2 separate regions of the Macaca mulatta genome follow, and region 2 is linked to region 1. A link is a contact called in public Hi-C data. All regions are on one chromosome and are shown on one strand. Each heading gives the region's core, a stretch centred on a gene start, on an enhancer-like site or on the middle of the called end of the contact. The rest is flanking DNA. Distances are from core to core; before and after follow the strand shown. Region 1 has its middle 46 kb from the start of RAB4A. Region 2 holds the start of RHOU (ras homolog family member U).

Region 1 (5,796 bases), core at 1,543-4,042:
TTAAAAAAGAAGGACATTCTGATACATGCTACAACCTGGGTGACTGTTGAACACATTATGTTAAGTGAAATAAGCTAGTCACAAAAGAACAAATATTGTAAGATTCCACTTACATAAGGTACCTAGAGTAGTCAAATTCATAGAGATTCAAAGTAGAATGGTGGTTGTCAGGGGCTGGGGAGAGTGAGAAATGAGGTGTTACCGTTTAATGGGTACAGAGTTTCAGTTTTGGAAGACGAAGAGTTCTGTGGATGGATGGTGATCGTGATGTACAATAATGTGAATGTACTTAATCCTACCGAACGGTTCACTTAGTGTGAAAATAAAAAATTTTATGTTATAAAAATTTTGCCATAACAAAACAAATCCCACAAGTGAGGGGCTATTATTTTGCAGCTGTAGCAACCAAGGCACAAAGATTGTGGTGCAAGTGAGAGGCAGAACAAGCATTCTCACTGGGCAGCTGGACTTTAAAATCTGGACCCTATCTATTATCATATACCTTTTGCTATCAATCATCAGCCATCTACCATCCACCATCTGCCATTCACCATATTCCATATACCATTCACCATCTACCATATATACCACCTGCCATCTGCCATATACCATCTGCCATCCATTATCTACCATTCATCATATACCATATATCATCTCCCATCTACCATCCACCATCCATCATACACCACCCACCATATGCCATCTGTTGTCTACCATCCACTATCTATTATCCACCATATTCCGTATACCATTCATCATATATCATCTACCATCTACCATATGCTATCTACCATCCATCATCCACCATCTACCATTCATCAGGTATGACCTACCATCCACTGTCTACCGTATTCCATATACCATTCACCATATACCACCTATCATCCACCATCTACCATCTACCATCTATGATCCACCATCATCCACCATTTACCATGCACCATCTACCATATTCCATATACTATTTACCATATGACATGTATCATCCATTATCCACCATCTATGATCCACCATCATCCACCATTCACCATGCACCATCTACCAAATTCCATATACCATTTACCATATACCATATATCATCCATCATCTACCATCTACCATCTACCATCCACCATCATCCACCATTTACCATGCACCATCTACCATCTACCACATACCACTGCCATCTGCCATCCACCATCCATCAATATCATCCACCATCTACCATTCACTATGTGCTATCTACCATCCACCATCTACCATATTCCATATACCATTCACCATATACTACCTATCATCCACCATCTATCATCTACCATCCACCATTTACCATGCACCATCTACGATATTTCACACACCATTTAGCATATACCAAGTATCATTCAGCATCTACCATCTACCATCCACCATCATGCACCATCTACCATCTACCACATACCACTGCCATCTACCATCCACCATCCATCATATACCACCCACCATCTACCACCTACCATCTACCGTCTATTGTCTATCATCAACCATCTATCGTCTACTATCCACCATCCTTCATCTACCCTCTGTCATATTCAATTCACCATCCACCATCTACCATATACCATCCAGCATATACCATCTACTATCTGCCATCCTCCATCTACCATATACTATCAGCCATCTAATATCTACCATCCACTATCTACCACATACCCTCTACCATCTGCTACATAGCATATGCCATCTACTTGGTAGAAACTTCCCCTTTAGGCACTGATGAAAGCTAAGTGACCTAAAAGAGTTGGCATGGCCTTTCCAAAGTAGCTGGTTACTATCAGAGACTAACCCTTTACCCTAATCAGTTGTAATATGGCCACAAATTAGTAGTTGTCTAACTCTATCTACAATGTGAAAGGAAATTTAAATCCAGAACTTACAAAACCAGGGTAGAGTCTAAGAATTCTTCAATTGATTCGATTCCCTGATTTCCCAGATTTCCGTGAGGAGGCAGCTGCCAGTCCTGTCATTCCCAACTTGGTTTGCCCACTGGACACATCCACCCAAGGCCCATCTGGTAGTTACTGAAATGTGTCACAGGGGCAAACAATCAAAGGGAAATAATTATCAGAAAGCAACAGAAACACAAGTGTTTCATCCCTGAAGAAAGAGTCTTCCCAAGGCTATTTATACTGCATCATCTTCAAAAGGTCACCAGGCACTGGATGACTTCATCTATTTACCTTGACTGAGCACAAAGTCCATGTCCTGCTCATGGCAGTGGCTGCCGTCCCTGCCCCACACTCACCCCCACGACAGCCATGTTCCTGCTCATGGGCAGGCCTGCCCACCCTCTTCCACTCCACACTCACCTAGAGGAGGAAGGGGTCAGGGAAGCCTGCCACATCTGTCAAGACAACCTCCCACCCAGGGTCACAGCAGCAGGTAGCTAGTTTAAATTGTGGTATTTACAACCAAATGAAAGAGGGAAGGAGTCAAGTGGAGATTGCTGCAAAGTAAACACTGCAAACCCTCCAAAACCAGAAGCCCAGAGGCACATTTTCTTTGGGAATAAGCCAACTATTTGTTCCTTTGGCAAGTGTGGGGTTTATTTAACTAGAAAAAAGAGGCTGATTTAATTGTGTGCATTCACGTGTGTATACATATACACACAGAAGGGGGGTGGTAATGGGGCTTCTCCAGCTAGTCAGAGTTTCTGCTCTCTTATGTCAGAAAACAGGCCAACACTCTGAAGTCAAAGTCAATTACTGAATATGGGTGTGCTCTTCCTCTTCATTTGCATTTCTGGAAAGGAAGGGGAGAAGGGGTATAAATAACCATTGTTAAATGTCTGCTCTGACTAGGTAGGCGCTAGGCCAATGGACACTTAAAGCAACAGCCTCTGTAAGAAACACATTTTTATTGCAGCCCGTACACACACACACACACACACACACATGCATACACACACATTTACACATATAGTTCATGAAAATGATGTTAACTATTACTACATGTGAGACACTCTGCTATTTTATATTCTACTTCTTACGTCCTTTTTTTTTCTTTTTCATTTTTTAGAGACAGGTTTTTGCTCCATCTCCCAGACTGGTGTGCAATGGTGTGATCATAGTTCATTGCAAATTTAAACTCCTGGGCTCAAGCGATCCTCCTGTCTCAGCCTCCCGAGTAGGTAGGGCTACATGTGTGCACTGCGCACCACTACACTTAATTAATTTTTTTATTTTTATTTTTTATTTTTTGTAGCTACAGAGTCTCGCTGTGTTATCCAGGCTGGTCTCAAACTCCTGGCCTCAAGAGATCTTCTCACCTCAGCCTCCCAAAGTGCTGGGGTTGCAGGTGTGCACCACTACGCCCTGCCTATATCTATTTTTTTTGTTGTTGAGATGAAGTCTCACTCTGTCACTCAGGCTGGAGTGCAGTGGCACAATCTCAGCTCACTGCAGTCTCTGCCTCCTGGGTTCAAGCAATTCTCCCAGTCAGCCTCTCAAGTAGCTGGGATTACAGGCGCGCACCACCACGCCTGGCTAATTTTTTGTATTTTTAGTAGAGACAGGGTCTCACCATATTGGCCAGGCTACTCTGCCAACTCCTGACCTCAAGGGATCTGCCCCCTCGGCCTCCCAAAGTGCTGGGATACAGGTGTGAGCCACCATGCCCAGCCAAATTTTTTAATTGAGGTCTAACATACATACTAAAGTTCATGAATCCCAAATGTAGAGCTTGATGTTTTTTAAGGGCACTTTATTTTATAACCAACTTTATTAAGATATGATTTATAGGCCAGGCGCAGTGGCTTATGCCTGTAATCCCAGCACTTTGGGAGGCCAAGGCAGGCGGATCACAAGGTCAAGAGATTGAGATCATCCTGGCCAACATGGCCAAAGCCTGTCTCTACTAAAAATACAAAAATTCGCTGGGGCAGGCACCTGTAATCCCAGGTACTTGGGAGGCTGAGGCAGGAGAATCGCTTGAACCCGGGAGGCGGAGGTTGCAGTGAGCAGAGATCGCGCCACTACACTCCAGCCTGGCCACAGAGCGAGACTCCGTCTCAAAAATACATATATATATGATTTATATACCACAAAATTCACCCATTTAAAGTGTACACAGCTCAGTGGGTTTTCGTACATTTCCAGAGTTGTACAATTGTTACCGCAATCTAATTTAGGACATTTTCATCACCCCATAAAGAAACTTTATACCCAATATCTATTCTAATTTTTTTATGTCAGTCATAATGAAATGAAATCTACTTCATTCATGAGGCAGAACTGAGAATTGTAAAATCAGTGTAGCTGTTTCAGTACAATGTCTCATTTATTCCTCACAAGACCTCAAAAGCAAGTGTTAACTATGCCCAGCTCACAGAACCGAGGGGCAGAGAGATGCATAACGTGACCAAGGTCACACAGACAGAACTGAAAGCCCATGCCAGTCCTCCAGGCGCCCTTTGGAGTTCTTCCAGTGGCATTGAGACAGCCAGAGCCACTGTCTGTTCCCTGAAGGGTGAATGCTGCAGTCACAAAAGCAGGCCGGCCCCACACATGTCTTTGCACCGCTGGGAGCCACTGCTCGTGGTCAGCAAGGTGATCTCACCGCACAGAACTAATTACAATCAGAAATGCTGCCAGACAACCTGGGCTCAGAGCTCAGCAATGAAATGTATGACTGGGCTGAGCTAGGGTGATGCTTAGCACAGCAGGATTCGGAAGATGACTTTGAGAAGCAAACTAACAACAAAAGGCCTTCAGGCACAATTCCGTCTTGAATTCTTTAAACCTGGAACAGATGACCACATTTCAGAGGGTGCAAACCATCACGTGCACATATGGATATTTTTATAGCATTAAACTATTGTTGTCAAGTGAAACTTAGAGCAATTTCAATGACATGCATGGAAAAATCCTGCAGGACAATTGTACGGCCTGTCGTAATGAAGTGCAGATGAAAAGTTCATGTCTTCTCTCATATCCCAACCCCTCAACGGGTGGAGAGGGGTGTGTGTGTGTGTGCGTGCACACGCATGTGTGCATGTCTGTGTGTGTTTGTGTGTAATGTGTTTGCATATATGTATGTTTATGTATATATGGGCATGTTTGTGTGTGTAGTGTGTGTTTATGTATATGTGTTTAGTTTGTAGGTATAAGCATGTGTTTGTATGTTTTTGTGTATATGTTTGTATGTGTGAGTGTGCATATGCATGTTTGTGTATATTTGTGTGCATGCTTGTGTTTGTGTATGTTTGTCTGTGTAGTATGTGTTTGTGTGTGTTTGAGTATATGAGTGTGTTTATGTTTATGTGCGTGTGTGTTTGAGTGTGTGTGAGATTGTGTGTGTGTGTGTGTGTGTTGCAGCAGCAGCCGGGGATTGCAGGGCAAAGGTTTAGGATGCATGGAATGGCGAAGGTGCTGGCCAGCCTTCCACTGCCCATGCTATTTAATAAGCATATCTGACTCATCCACCACTTGGCTTGTTGGGTGGTAGAGGAGAGTGGAGGTCATTAGGAGAGGAAAGTATATTAGAAATGAGTGTTTTCCTTTCCAATCTAGCCCTATCCTGTTTCTAGATACACCTAAGTTATTAAACCAGGTTCCCTTAGAGATCTGTTTCCTATTCTATAAGTAGAGTTTATGCATTTGCTCAACAAGCATTGCCTGAGCACCTTCAACTGGGACAGAGAGCACAAAATGGTTTCATTTTCTCCCAGAAACTCCCTATTGGTTGGCGTCTAGGATCCTGTCTGAGATGTTCATGAACATACATTACCAACTTGGATGCTGGGGAAGAACTGGAGTTTGGTCCATGCCCAAGAGCCATGCC
Region 2 (5,525 bases), core at 2,469-4,968, 460 kb before region 1:
GCACCCAGTTTTCAGAATTTTCTAGGCCCACGGCACAATGAAGGAAGGCATTGTACCGCCTTGGTGAAAAATCAAAAGGGAATACATGAGGTGTAATGCATTTTTTGTCTTGAAACTGAGCAAAGACATGGTTTTATATTAATAGCTGCAAGAAATGGTCAAATTTCCTTCATTCTTTCTAAAAATATTTTATGAAAGCATAAAAATACAACTGTCCATGTTTTGAGAGTCCATGTTTTACATTCTTCTTCTTTTCTTTTTTTTTTTTTACAGAACTGTCAAGTTCAAAACATGTTTTACTTTCACTTACGTATTTACCATTGCTTAAGTATTTATTAAGCACCTACTACTTGCCCCACGTGCTTCTAAGTGTGGGATACAGGAATGAGCAACATAAAGTTTCTTATTTCATGGAGCTTGTAAGAGGAGACAGACAATAAGCAAATAAACAAACAAATATATCATACAACTTGAGCCCACACACCTCGAAGGGCTTCTTGTAGCTCCCGACGGTGGTAGGCATTCTGTCATCTTTCTGCTCTTGGACTTGGATGAAATACCGAACTGTTTGGCGTGGGGTCTGATTTCCTATGTTGTCTACAGAACAGTCTCATGAATAGGGCAAACAATAGTTTCTGGCATTTTAGATAAGGATGCAGGGAGCTGATTAAGTTGTGTCCAGAAAAATGGGCCCAGATGAGTGGGCATGGGATGATATTCAGCATGAGACGGGGGAAAAGCAAGAGAGGGAGGCACAGGACACAAAAACTGACAGCTGGCCACATGGAGGGGCAAAGCCAAGTTTTGTAGGGCCTGAGACTTATCACATTTGTGAGACTTCATTAAGAAAAAAAAATACAAAATTAAGAATAGAAAATTATATACAAAAACAAATGTTTAAAGTGAGAAATGCATCACAATAAGTTACAAATTTTAAAAGGCTAACAAACACCATAAACTTCAACAAAATACATAAGACATATTTTAATAAACTACTTGACACACTTCTATGACACTATTTACATGTTTCAGTTACATACGCTTTGATGACTTATTCAGTTTTGTAAGATATTTTCTATAGGAACAATAGGAAGTTACTTCACACACAGGTGAACTTGCTTTTTGTTGTACTATTACAGCCTCGTGTTCTTACAAACGTGGGAATTCAGATCATTCATTTCATGTGATTTTTCTTCAAAGATGTATGGTGCATTTATAACGGTATCTGCTGCATTTAGAGTACAGGTACCTTTCTGACAAGAGAGAACTTCCGTTTTGATCAGGTATAGTAGAGAGAGTCAAACCTTCTCTAACAATATTGTGTTTTTTTCTATTTGTTTCGTTTTGAGACAGTGTCTCACTCTAGCACAGCCTGGAGTACAGTGGCTGGGCTGATCAAGGGCTCACTGGAGCCTCGACTTCCCAGGCTCAAGTGATCCTCCCACCTCAGCCTCTGGAGTATCTGGATTACAGGTGTGAGCCACCACACCCGGTTAATTTTTTTATTTTTGGTAGAGACAGGGTTTCGCCATGTTGGCCAGGCTCGTCTCAAACTCGTGGCCTCATCCGCTCTGACTGCTTCAGGCTCCCAAAGTGTTGGGATTACAGGCATGAGCCACCGCACCAGCCGATATTAGGTGTTTTATGATGGAAAGAATTGCTAGACTAGCTTCCAGCTCTGCCCATCTCAAGCTCTGCTACTCTTTTGCTACTGGAACCGTTCTAGTGTTGGGGAAAGTAAGATAGTTGAGGACACCAATGTGACTCTCACAGAGGGTCATAGGTATGTCAGTGGTAGCCATTCCTATACCTGGATGGCTAGCAACAACACATCTACATAGGAGAACTGTAAACCACACAAATATATCCTGTCATCATGGCCAGGGCTAGGGAGAGGCAAGCCAGGTAACTGAGGCTCAAAACTTAACATTGGCACTTGCCTGACCCTAAGAGTAAGGGCCCTCTAATTTTTTTATTTTTTGATATTGCCTCTGAATGCTCAATTTGTCATAAATTTTGCATCCTTGACATCCCCCTTATCTCACCTTCATCCTGATTCTGTATCCCATTACACCAAACAACCTGGCTTCTTCAAAATCACTCAATATAAGGATAAGTTAGAGTTAAAAAAGACGGTAAACTTAACTGGTGGTGATTAAAATACTTTTGTTTTTCAAAATTTGCAGAAACATATTACCATGTGTGCACATTGCTAGATCTCCCAGCAATGTAAAAGTGTCTTTTGCAAGTCAGGAGTCCTGGTTTCAAGCTTCTAACTTCTTGATAAATCCATCACCTGCATTCTGACAATGGCTATACGTTCAAGACTATGTTTATCATACACTCTTATTTTTGCCTCCAGGATTTTAGTTAGAAGCTCAGGTTCTGGGGCTAGACTGTTTGGGTTTGGATCCTCGCACTGCCACTTACTAGCTTGTGAAATCCCAAAACGTTACTTAATATCTCTGTGCCTCAGGTGTTCTCATCTGTAAAATGGCTGTAAGTAATGTTAAGATTAAAATAATTAGTTCATGAAGAGTGCTTATAACAGTATCTGACACATTATGAAAGCTCAGTATTTATTATTGTTATTTTTACTACCACTAGCATCAATATGTGTATTAATAATATGTGGCTCTTCTCACAGCACACTGTACACCCCCAGGACTGTTTGTATTCTGATTTGGCTCAGAAGAGCAGTCCTTTTTCTGAATGGACTGTTGACCATATGTAGAAGGAAGGCAGAGAGAGAAAGGAATCAAAGGGAAACGGAATACTTTGTCTCCGAATTATCTTTAAGTAAATGAAGGAATTGGGGCTATAAAAAAATTGCCGGAGCATACAAGTATAAAGGTTCACGGCATGCCGAAAGAGAAAGTAAAAGGAGCATTCACAATGGAGTTGGCATCCTTTTGCTTCAAAGTGAGAAAAATCACACGATCAGCTGCAATTAAGACTTAAGGAAAAAGGCTGTCTGTTAATTCAATCTCATTCGCAGGACAGGCCTCCAGGACACTTCATCTTCCCCCCTGGGTGGAGCCCTTGCCGGCCGGGGGCTCCACGGAGAGGAACAGGAGGCGGCTCGGGCTTCCCGGCTCGTGTGGGCGCCAGAAAGCGGAACCGCCCTGGCCAGTCGCGCGGTGGTCACCCTCTCGGGAGCTGGGGAGGAGGCTGTCGAGGCTGGCCCGGCTCCTTCGGGCGCCGCTCCCCGGACCGGGTGCGAGGCGTCCTCCTGAGCGTCTGTTCCGGGTCCTCACGCGCCCGTGTTCGCAGTCCCCGCCTGCCGGGTCGCGGCGCCGCCTCGGGCGCGGGTGCAGGCGCGCGGCGCGCAGGCGGGGGGCGCTGTGGCCTTGGCGCTGGGACCGAGCCGCCCGGCCGGACCCGCCTCTTTTCCCTCCCCGCCCGCCCGCCCCCCACGCGTCGTGTCGCCGGGAAGCCGGGCGGAGACAGAGCGCTTGGGATCCACGGCGCTCGGACCGCTGTCCTCCAATCGCGTGGGGCAGAGCGGCTGGCGCTGCCGGAGCGCGGAGCCACGACCCTCCCCGGCCGCCTTTGTCTGCTAGCCGTGCAGCCGGGAACCGCCACTCTCCGGGGCCGGGGACGCGCCCGCAGCTGTCGGTGACAGCTCCTCCCTACCGCCACCCTCCGGGGCGAAGGGGCGGTCGGGCCCGGCCCTGCTCGCCCGCGCCCGCAAGCCCGCAAGCCCGCGCTCGCGGATCGATGCCCCCGCAGCAGGGGGACCCCGCGTTCCCCGACCGCTGCGAGGCGCCTCCGGTGCCGCCGCGTCGGGAGCGCGGGGGACGCGGGGGGCGCGGGCCTGGGGAGCCGGGGGGCCGAGGGCGCGCGGGGGGTGCCGAGGGGCGCGGCGTCAAGTGCGTGCTGGTCGGCGACGGTGCGGTGGGCAAAACGAGCCTGGTGGTGAGCTACACCACCAACGGCTACCCCACCGAGTACATCCCCACTGCCTTCGACAACTTCTCCGGTGAGCGGGCCCGGGGGCCGGGGCCGGGGGCGCGTGACCGCGGTCCGTCCAGGGGAAGGAGGGTGGCGCGAGGGTCGCGGGGCTCCCAAGGGGGCTGCAGGGCCCCGGGCGCGGCTCCAGCGGGGAAGCCGGACAAATGAGGCGAGTAGGACCTTTCCTAAGTGTCAGGGACTGGGCAAGCATGGAGCTAACAGGAAAGGACCACGGGGGAATGGGGAGCCCTACAACCAGAGCTTGGAGAGAGGAGGGCTGAGCGGCAGTCAGAGCCGTTGCCAAAAAAAAAAAAAAAAAAAAAAAAAAATCTCACAATTCTCACAATTTAAGCAACAGATAAGCAGGAGTGAAACAGGTTGAGTTCTGGCTGCCGGGTCAGTTTGCTGCGTAGAGCAAAGTTTCCTGAGGGCGACGTCGCTGGCGCCGCTGCAGTTTCAATCAGACGGTGACGCGCAGGTGCCTTTACCTGAGCCTCGCTCCTTTCCTTTTAGGCGGCTTAGCTCTCAAGGGGCGTGCCGCGGAGACGCCGGGAAAACACTTGATTTAGTGAAAATAGCGCGAGCGGCCCTCGTGAAGGCTTAGGTTTGGATGAAACCTGGAAAGTAAACACCATTTCTCTCTTCTGAGCCCCACCACCTTCCCTGCCCACATGGGCTCAGATTCTGATTGTTGGTATCCTTTCAGGATCCCTTTAAGCTACTTAAAGCTCTTATGTACCGGGTGCGATGTCATTTGCCTTGGTAGATACAAAGATAAAGGAATTCTCTATCTCGATATTCAGGTCTTTTTGAAATTTAAGAAAAAGTTGAAATTCACAGAAGCTAGTGTGAAACATTTAACTGTTTCGCTTCTTAAGAGAAAAGGTTGCTTCTCTGACCTTCCTTTCATCCCAAAGGCACCCTAGAAAAATGGGTGCTGTACTGGTGGGTTCCCACCGCAGAGGATTGTGTCTTCCCCTCCCCCACCCCACCCCACCCCTGCTGCTGACTAGTATAAACATTGAGAGACAATTAGAAAGTTGTGTAGAAAGAGACAAAATTGACTGCTTAGTTAAAATAGAAACCTCCGGGACATGTCCTGCTGCAGGCCTCTCCACACTCCCTGAGTCCCCAAATCCCAGTGGAAAGGTGGGCATGGCTTTCTCTTTTCTTTTTTAATCCTCCTTTTGGCCTGACATAGAGATAAAGAGTGCCCTCACTTTTAAACAGCACAATGCGGGCAGCCTGTGTTTGCACATGTTCTCAAAACAAACTGGAATTTTATGATAAACCCTGAAGTTGGGGAACCTTTCCCAAGGGAAAACAGAATCATTTGTGAGGTTTTCCACTGATTTAAAACTGCAGGGTTACTTCCCATTTACCCCCAGTGTTGTTTTTAGGTCCTTTGAAACAAGTGTGACAGGAAAATAAATCTTCCAGGACTGAGAGAAAAGCATAGGCCTTTCTGGGGGCACCATCAAAGGGTTCAGGGATTTGCTGCCTGGTTCGTGGAGTGACTTGCCAGCGCTGGGTTTGTATACAAAAATGCCTCCACAGGGCCTCCTTGTTTT

Evidence for each region. Hi-C and Micro-C count contacts between places; a contact is called where the count stands out from the background.
Region 2: a Hi-C map of fetal cortex germinal zone shows a contact between it and region 1, with 3 times the contacts expected there. The contact joins the promoter of RHOU here to the enhancer-like site in region 1. A contact is called at or near these places in 6 of 14 Hi-C or Micro-C datasets (CD4 T cells, blood, cortical neurons and 3 more).

What each region holds. Positions count from the first base shown.
Region 1 is chr1:19,820,672-19,826,467 of T2T-MMU8v2.0, reverse strand. No RefSeq gene overlaps it. Among named protein-coding and RNA genes, the nearest start is that of RAB4A, 46 kb to the right of the region's middle. Within about 2 kb of position 2,792, at least 7 of the 40 cell types and tissues checked have an H3K27ac peak or open chromatin away from gene starts, as enhancers often do. A contact at or near this core is called in fetal cortex germinal zone, where this site is marked.
Region 2 is chr1:20,279,621-20,285,145 of T2T-MMU8v2.0, reverse strand. RHOU (ras homolog family member U) reads left to right here and starts at 3,718. Exons shown (of 3, transcript NM_001265717.1): 1 at 3,718-3,982. The coding sequence starts at 3,721.